Linked DNA regions of Rattus norvegicus: region 1 is linked to region 2. A link is a contact called in public Hi-C data. All regions are on one chromosome and are shown on one strand. The core of a region is the stretch at or near the end of the contact, and the rest is flanking DNA. Distances in the headings are between cores, read along the strand shown.

Region 1 (4,736 bases), core at 1,081-3,580, 360 kb after region 2:
GAGTGCATCCATCACATACACATACATGCACACAATAAATAAATAATTGTTTAAATAAGAAAACAATGTTGCTGCTTAAGGAAGCTGAGGAGGACATTTCTTAGATGATGTGAATCAGCTATAAGAAAGGATTTTCTTGCATAAAGACTGGGAGCTGGAGAGATAATTGGATGAATAAAGCATTTTCTCCACATTCATAAGAATCAGAGTTCTGATCCCCAAAACCCACATAAGAGTGAGCAGGCAATCCCAGAAACACAGAAAGGTAGAAACAGGGGCTCCCCAGAGCTAGCTGGCTAGACTTGGTAGAAATGGTGAGCTCTGGGTTCAGCAAGACGCCCTGCCTCAGTCACTAAAGAGAGCCATTGAAGGAGAAACCTGGCATCAGATTTGAGTCTCCACACGTATGCACACAAGCCCTCATATGCATGTGCACATTGTATGTCTACATACATGAAAACACATGTATGTACACACACCATACCCACTCACAATCATGCACACATACACACACACACAACAGTTGTGTTGAAGAGGCATCTGGTTTCATGTCATGGGATGGTGAGAAATTCAGTGTTGATGGGTGGGTAGGGAGGTGAAGCAGGGAGGGGCAGGTTGGAATAAGGTTATATAGTCTCCTACATGTGAGGTTGAGGCTTGCACCATTGAGTATGTGCAGGTAGAGGCCTGTAAGGAGAACAACATGACCACATTTGGTTTTGAAGAAGGGAACTCTGGAAGCAGCATGGGAGTGGTGAGCCCTGCAGGGATAGAGACCGGGAGACCAGCAGGGGGTCATTTCAGAAACAAAGGTCTAAACTAGGGTGGAAGCAGTGAGCATGAAGAAGACTGCAGCTCCAGAGAAGCTTCTGAGTTGGGATTTAAAGGGATTGGTAAGTATTAAGGGAGTCGCAAAGTAGAAAAGAGGAAAGTGTGGAAGCCAGGGACATAGGAAGGTTCCAAAAGCACAGGCTCATAGGTGGTGACAAGTCCCTGTAATCCCAGCACTCTGGAATGGGAGACAGGAAGACTGAAAGCTATGTCAGCCTAGACTGCATATGCAAGTTCTACAAGTGCTAGAACCCAAGTGCAAGAAAAGAAACTAAAGAAAACTAGCCAGTAAAAATGGAGATGTGGCCCTTGGAAGTGGACATTGGAAGATCAGTGGCCATCCCCAGAGTATAGGTAGAGACTAGATTGCGGGAGGTCAGGTAAAACATATGTACACGGAGGGAGCATGTAGGTGGCTTGATTCCACACCCATGCACTCTGACCTCCCCTGGCAGTGGAGGCCACCAGTCAACCTTGACCTGGCATGTGTCTAACCCAGCAGTGGCTGCCTTCACCTCCAACCCCATCTTCTGCTCTTATCATGGAGAGCCTAGGGGTCAAACTGCTTTAGACTTCCTGAGAATTCCTGATCCCACCCCTTTGTCCAGTTGTCCCGCCCTTCACTACCTTGTCCCCAGAGAATGATGATGATGATGATGATGATGATGATGATGATGATGATGATGATGATGATGATGATAGCAGTCATCCAGGCTTCTGAATGTCAGCGTCTTACATTTTGCCAGTCTTCCTGTGTGTGTAGGTGAGCTATCCCATTTTTGTGTTCCAGAGTTTAGGCACCTGTCTCCTCTATGTGTTCCTTGTACTCACTGCTTATTTAACCTAGGAATTACTTTTTCTGCCAGACATCATTCTAAATGTGTTTCTGCAGAAGGAACTAGCACTTTGATGACATGTGTGGTGGTGTTACTGAGTTTACAGGAGAGACGTGCCACACAGAGGGTGGGTAACTTCCCCCAGGGTTATCTGCTAGCTGTAAGAGGTTCTGACTTCTTAGGTGACTCAGGCTACAGAGTCCACATTCAAACCCTCAGTCAGTCAGTCTTTGAGGGCATGTCCTGCAGTCCCCCTTGTGTGGTAGAGAGGGAAGTAGGTGTTCTGTCCCCTTTTCTCCTATCTTGCATGGATCTTCTGGGTGTCTCTGGTTGGTAGGATGGTGTGCAGATGTCTCTAAAACATCTGGGAGTGCCATAGCCAGGCTGTCCTGTCTCTGTTTGAATGGCTTCCTTGATCTGGCCACTCCCAAACAGTGGTACATGGTCCCCTGCCCTCTTTATGTGGCATTTACAGTCTCATCTGCCTTTTTCTCAGCCCTTACAGTACCTTGAGCACGCTGGACCACATGGGACCTCAGATCCTGACAACCTCCCCCCTTAAAGAAGTCTTAGGGCTGTTTCTTCTTTCCCTGTAGTAGACCACGTGTGCCTTGACCTCCTTTACTCATTTCCTCTTGTTTGTTTATGTTCTGATGTACTGAGCTGCAAATAGTTTTGGCACATCAGAAGTGGTATTCAAAGGTCAGTGTTCCTGATTTCCCAAGTCCTGGGCCAAGTCTTAGGAAGTTCTGAGTCTTAATTTGCCTCTTCTGTGACCTTCAGCACAAAAAGAGGCATTTTCCCCCTTGCTACCCATTCTTTTTAAAACATAACAACATAACTGGCTCCCAGAGTCATGTTAGTATGTATTAGGAAGAGAGTGAATGGAGCTTGAAAGAAGAGAGCCTTAGGTCAGGTGCCTGGGCATTATTCATGAGATGCTCAGCAAATCTCTGTAGGAGGAAGTGTTAGCTAAAACAGAGCCACCAGTGTCTCATCTCACCACTGGTGGGTAAAGGGTAGAAAGGGAAAGGTACCTTGGAAGAGGTGCAGAGATCTGATATGTACGCTGCTGAAGACAACCAGTGTGCACTCAGGCCCTGACCAGGGCTTTCATTTTGACTTCGAGACACATGACGGACCTTAGCTATTGATGGCAAAGGGGACAGTCTAATTATGCAGAGTGATAAAGCAAAAGCCCCAGGGCTGTCTTTTTTCTATCCTGAATAAACTCAGCACAAATTTTAGAACTGGCATTGAGATGGAAGCACTCTTTGAGCTGGTGATGATTCCTTAAGGAAAGCACATGTCCTTCAAACATGGTTTCTCACTTCAGCATCTTCCATAAAGCCAGGCACCCAGTGTCTATCCATGACCCCGTGCTGCAGGAGAGGGAGGCAGGGACAGGCAGATCCCAGGGGCTGGGGGCCTGCAAATCCTGCCTAAACAGTAAGCTCCAGGTTCAGTGAGATAGAGGACATCTGGCATCAATCTGTGGCTCTACCCTCCCACACATGGCGAGCACATCTGTGTGTGCACACAGGAGGGTGGGGATGCCCTTAGACTTTTTAGTAAAAGAAGTAGAATTTTTTTTTTTAAGTTCCTTATTTAATTGGGCCAGGTTGTAGGAGTGCGTCATTTGGTCAGCTGAAGGAGTTCTGCGGACACCTGGGGTGCTGTCACAGTCCCGTACTGAAGCAGCTGGAGCACGCCGAGCGTCTCGCTGTTGAGGGTGTGAACTGCCAAATCTACCCTTTTTTCTTTCAGGTTTGTTTTGCTTTTTTTTTTTTTTAATAAGTTCAAATCTGACTGTTTTATAAGTGATTTTTCAAAGTTATTTTTAAGTGCTGGCTTACACATTAAAATAATGCCCCGTGTGATTCAAGCAAATCACTGGGAGTCAGATTTGAGACTTGAAGATTTACTTCAAACTACATAGAGATTCTCAAAATAGATCTTGGTCGAGTGCCTGAAATTAATGCATCTAAGTAGCTTGAGTTAGTAAGAAGGCCATCAAGTAAAGAAAACAATAAATTAAACATTTTCAAGCTCATTGGTCAAAAAAACATCTGACAAATTCTCTTAAATCATTTGAAGTTGGTTTGAATTAGCATTTGATTTATTATTAGGATGTATATTCAAAAATCCTATTACTCTTGCTTTTGACAGTTGTGTGACTTCTTGCCTTAGTTGACATGTCCCTAAAATTTATGTAGAAGACATTAACCATCCGTCTTAATTTTGACACTACAGTTTACTCTTCCAGAAAAAAAAAAGATGCAGTTTTGAAGGGAAGGAAAACCCATGTAATAGAATTTTCTCAGTTTCACCTTAAAATTTAGATTTTTTTTTTTAATGAGAAATTTTAAAGCAAAATATTCCACAAAAGAAAGTGCTTTGGTGTCTGGTATTTTTAATATAAATGTTTTATAAGAGTAGAATCCTTCATCGTAATTAATCATAAGTCATGATAAGGCATTTCTAGGTATGGCGGTGTGCACCTGTGAAGTCTCACAGCTGGGAAATAGGGAGCAGAGGCAGAGGAAAAGTTTAAGGGCAAGCTGAGCCCCAGTGAGATTCTGCATTTACAAAAATGATAAAAATGGTAAGCTATTGTCATAATCATCTCTGAAACATTAAGGAATTAAGAACAGAAGAAGAAGGCTCACCCCGCAGGAGACTTTTAAATGCATGTTAAAGCCGTTATTCTTTTGCTCTGACATTCCTTGGCTATTTGCTGAGGAATTTATCAGGTCTGACTGTATAATAGGAAGAACTTGGAAGTGTGGGCGTAGAGGTCACACAGACTGGAGTTTGAATTTCAGCTCTGTTTCTTGTACCTGAGTCAGGTCGTCTCTTTGGGCTCAGTTTCCACATTTGTAAAGTTGAGAGGATTGCCAACCACCATTGGAGGTGCTGAGTGGACCAAATGGGTACTATGGGTGACATTTTTAAGCTGTTTGCCTGTTTAAGCAAGACATTTGGAGGTGTAGTTTGAGTGAAAATGTCCCTCAAGGCTCACGTATCTGAACGTTTGGTCCCTGGTTGTTTGTAGAGTTGTAGAACCTC
Region 2 (4,703 bases), core at 580-3,079:
AAAAGTCAGGAAGGTAAGAGGGGCTGGAATGTGACTCACCTAGCAGAGGAGAGGCCCTGGGTCCAATCTGCAGCCCCCCATAAACGGGTGAGTCACACCTGTATCCTAAGGTAAGGCAGGAGGATAAGAAGTCCTGGGCCATCTATGGTGAGTTCAAGGCTAGCCTGGGCTAGATAAGACATTGGTTTGTTTTTGTTGTTGTTGTTTTGTTTTGTTGTTTTTTTGTCTTTTGTTTTCTTTTTTTTTTTTCCGGAGCTGAGGACCGAACCCAGGGCCTTGCGCTTACTAGGCAAGCGCTCTACCACTGAGCTAAATCCCCAACCCCTAGATAAGACACTGTTAGAGAGAAGAGAGAGACAGAGAGAGGGAAGGATGGAAGATGGGAGTAGTGAGTTCAAGGCTAGCCTGGGCTAGATAAGACATTGTTAGAGACAGGAGAGAGGCAGAGAGGGACAGAGGGAAGAATGGAGGGAAGGAAAAGGGATAATCAGTGCCATTGCAGAAATGCCCTGTGCCTAGAGAGAATGTGCAGATGTCACAGCATGAGTCAGGGAGACTTCAGACACTCAAGATGGAGTAAAATTCGAAGGGAGGGAAACGAATCCCAGTTTGAGAAGGAAAATTACTTTCAAGGCCGGTGTCAGTTGAGAACCCAGCCATGTAGACATTTTCCTTTCTCTTCTGCCCTTAGGTGAGGCAGGAAGGCAAAAGGGCAGAACTCCAGGTATGGAGAAGAGGGAAGATCGGACATGTCCACGAGCACAGGAGAGACTTTCTTGGAATTCATTAACCTTAGTTTTTCTCTCTTTCTTTTCTTTTCTTTCTTTTTCTTTTTTCTTTTTTGACTTTTCTGGACAGGATTTCTCTATGTAGCCCTGGCTATCCTGGAATTCGCTTTGGAGGCTGACCTTGAACTCACTGAGATCCTCCTGCCTCTGCCTCCTGAGTGCTCGGATTAAAGGCATGAGCCACCAGGGTTTGGGTGATTTGTCTTGGTGGTTTTTGTATTTAAGGCAGGGTCTCAGTAGTTCAGGCTGGCCTCAAACTAGCTGTGTCCCCAAGGATGACCTTGAAGTTCTGAGCCTGGCCTCCCCTTCTCCAACAGTGAGGTTACAGGATAGGACAGCACTCCTGCTCATGCACCCACTCTGGGGACCCGACCCAGGGCTTCAGGCACACTAGGGAAGTGCCTTACCAACTGAGCCTACTACCAGTCTCTCCCCTTGCCCAGAATCCAACTCTGGGCTCTGAATTGTAACAATTCTCCTGCCTCAGCCTCCAGAGTGCTGGGATTACAGGTGTCAGTCTTCATACCCAGCTTCATTGTGTTTGAATATGGAGGCAAGAACTGGGCCAGATCTCTTTGTCTGTCTCTCTCTGTGTTTAATCAGAGCCCAGTCATTCAGTGGAGAGCAGTCAAGTCAGCAAAGAGGATATAAAGGGCAGTGTGTGACAGAAATCCTGGAGTCACACCTCATTCTGTGCTCATCTGTGACCTTGGGAAGCCGTTTTACCTTCTGTTCCTTAGACTCAGCACCTGTAAAGCTAGGCCGTCGACTGCTGGCCTCACCGGTGCCTTTGGCAACATTGACTAAGACGGTGTTCACTGAGGTGGATCCTAACTGCAAGTGTTAGCAACTGTGTGCTGAGGGAGACTGACCTGTATGTCGGGGCCAGTCACTTCCCACAGAACCACTATGTCTTTGGAAGTCTCTGATCAAAACCATCCAGGATCACAGGTCAGGGTCAATTAATAGAGTGCCTGCCCTGCCTGGTATGTTCAAAGTCCTCAGTCCCATCCCCTGTGTCAATAACCAAACATATCAGTGCACCCTTGTACTCCCAACACTTGGGAAGCTGAGCCAGGAGGACCTCTGTGAGTGGAGGCCAGCCCAGACTAGTCTGGATTACTTACTTCCAGACCGGCCAGAGACTGTGTCCCAATAAAATAAAAGAGTAGAAATACTCCCATATATTTGCAATGACTTAGGTATATTTTTAAACATTATTTATTTATTTTTTTTTTTACAAAGTTTGTTTTGTTATTACTGACTGGTCACTTGATTCCCCCACCTGCACTCACCCTCTTAAAGAACAGGTCTAAGATCCCACCAGGTTCTCTGGTTGAACCTTTAAATCACCAAGGAAACATTAACAACAGACTCGGAGAGCCCAACCCCCAGACATTCCAATATAATTGGCCTGGGTGTGGCTGAACTCTGGGATTTATTTAAAAGCTCCCCACAGTGAGTCTAGCCCTGTAGCCAGTTCAGTGGCACTGCTAGCACCTCCTCTCCCTCATACCCAGGACGCACCCACAGCCACTAGGTACTCCACAATTACTCCCCAGCTGCTCTGTGTGCCTGGGATAACCCATGACCCCAGTTCCTGCCCTGAAGGATTCAGAAAGGCAAACACGCCTTGTCGTCTTCAAATCAGGTCACAAACACACCTTGACTCACCCTCCTGACTTCCTGGGTTCCTAATCTGCTTTATGGTTTACTGATAACATCCTGGAAGGAGAACCAGTTTCAGACTTGCTGTGACCTCCTGGCCCTTTGATTTGCTGCTGTAGTTTCTTTTCTGGTCTTCGCTACTGACTGCCCCAAGCAGCCAGCCATCTTTGATCAGACCTTGGCTGTCCGTGCTTACCATCCAGGCTGTCCCCACGACGGGCTCTGACCTTTGAATTTTTCAGCCTGAACCATGTACCTTGCCAGCCTAAGTCCCAGTCCCCCCACCCTAGCCTCCACTGTCGGAGCCTTTTATGGTCGTCATTTCCAGTTTCTGTTCTAATAAGGAAGTTGATAACATTCACTACTGTGAAGGGAGAGAATTGGAATAAATCCAAGAAAATGGGAGGCGGGCTTTGCATAGCCCACAGGTAGTCAACAGAAACTCACAGCTCTCACTGTTCAGTACGTAGTTTCTGCCCTTCATTTTCTTGCTCTGGGGTGTGTGTGTGTGTGTGTGTGTGTGTGTGTGTGTGTGTGTGTGTGTAAGAGGGGGAGATACATTTATGGAGTCAGTTCTTTACACCTTCACGTGGATTTCTTTTCTTTTTTTTTTTTTTCTTTTTTTCGGAGCTGGGGACCGAACCCAGGGCCTTGCGCTCCCTAGGCAAGCGCTCTACCGCTGAGCTAAATCCACAACTCCTTCACATGGATTTCTGAATTGGATCCAGGCTGGCCAGGCCTTTACCAACAGAACATCTTGTTGACTTCCTCATTATTTCTTTAAGATAAATCTCTGAGAGGAGTGGAATTACCAGATTGAAAGTAATCAACATGTGTAAGACTCCTCATGGGGGGTTGTGTCACAGGTTTAGTGCCAAATGTTTCACATTTTTTTTTTAAAGATTTATTTATCACTTTATTCAGACACACCAGAAGAGGTCATCAGATCCCATTACAGATGGTTGTGAGCCACCATGTGGTTGCTGGGAATTGAACTCAGGACCTCTGGAAGAGCAGTCAGTGCTCTTAACCGCTGAGACATCTCACCAGCCCCCAATGTTTCACATTTTAGGAGAAGCCTCCTCTCCCACAGGATACTGGGGAGCCCGAGTTTATATTGAGGAATGTGGAAAACCAAGAGACAAGTACAAATGCTACACAGTGAGTAAAATACAGGGCTGAAAGCAACCGTTAGTGTCCCAGGAAGCATGCCTAGATGGCCAGTTGCTGTCTATGTCCGCAGCTATAGATTTTGGCTCTCTGGTTCTTCCCCAGTAATAGATTGCCCACTGCTACTGCCACTGGGTAGGATATGACCCAAGGACACAGCTCAAAAGGCCTTCCAACTGCAAGTGTGAGCTGTCAGTCTTTGACTTTGCCTGTGGACTCACTAGCTGCCTCTGTCCTTGGATAGCATTTGTTTAATTTTTAGCATTGGAAATATTCTGACCATGGTTTTAAATGCATGATTCAGTTGTTACTAAAAAGGAAGGCTACATTAGCCTGTCCTGTCTTAATGACAGTTGGAAGGACACAGGGACTCAATTAGGAAGGCCAACAACCAAAGCAGAGCATATTACACGGACCATGATTGTGGCTTAGGCTTGGTGGAGAAGGAGGTTAAAGCCGCATGTGGAAGCCGGCTCTTACAAACCCCAGACTAGACAGCCAAGGGTTTCTCAATCAATCATCAGGAATGTAGCTTCTCTAAAGAAGCCTCTAATCTGCCTGGCTGTTTCCCAAGATTTTGGATTAAAGGTGAGCCACAACAAGCAGAAGCCTTTTTCTGTTCTCGTTTGTTTGTTTTTATATGCATGTTTGTGTACCTGAATGTGTTTATTTCCACCAAACACAAGCGAAGGCCTGCGGAAGCCAGTGGATCTCTTGGAAATGGAGTTACAGGTAGTTGTAAACCACCATGTAAATGCTGGAAACTGAACTGACGTCCTCTTCAAGAACACCAGGACTTTGAATGGTTGAGCCATCTCTCCAGTGCGCCAGTAAACACTTTGCTGCTGTCATTGACTGTGGGCATCTGGCTCTGGATTCTCTAGTCTCTGAACACTGACTTGGTTTAACAAGCAATCCAGAGGCTTCGAGGCATTTAGCCCATAAGCCTGAATCACTGGTCCTTGGATAAGCGGTGTTGGCTTCTGGTTTCTCTATGGTACAATCAACCATTGTGGGACTATTTAGAGTCTGATCCAGTAAGCTGTTTAATAAATCCCCTCTTATAATTTCATGTAT

The links. A called contact is a pair of places that touch in the nucleus more often than the background predicts.
Region 1: a Hi-C map of Schwann cells shows a contact between it and region 2, with 8 times the contacts expected there. The contact joins two enhancer-like sites. A contact is called at or near these places in 6 of 12 Hi-C or Micro-C datasets (the A7r5 cell line, the Rat2 cell line, Schwann cells and 3 more).

What each region holds. Positions count from the first base shown.
Region 1 is chr15:43,415,796-43,420,531 of GRCr8, forward strand. The region is part of intron 6 of Ints9 (integrator complex subunit 9); the gene reads left to right. Among named protein-coding and RNA genes, the nearest start is that of Ints9, 42 kb to the left of the region's middle. Within about 2 kb of position 2,331, at least 24 of the 93 cell types and tissues checked have an H3K27ac peak or open chromatin away from gene starts, as enhancers often do.
Region 2 is chr15:43,059,317-43,064,019 of GRCr8, forward strand. No RefSeq gene overlaps it. Among named protein-coding and RNA genes, the nearest start is that of Kif13b, 22 kb to the right of the region's middle. Within about 2 kb of position 1,830, at least 16 of the 93 cell types and tissues checked have an H3K27ac peak or open chromatin away from gene starts, as enhancers often do.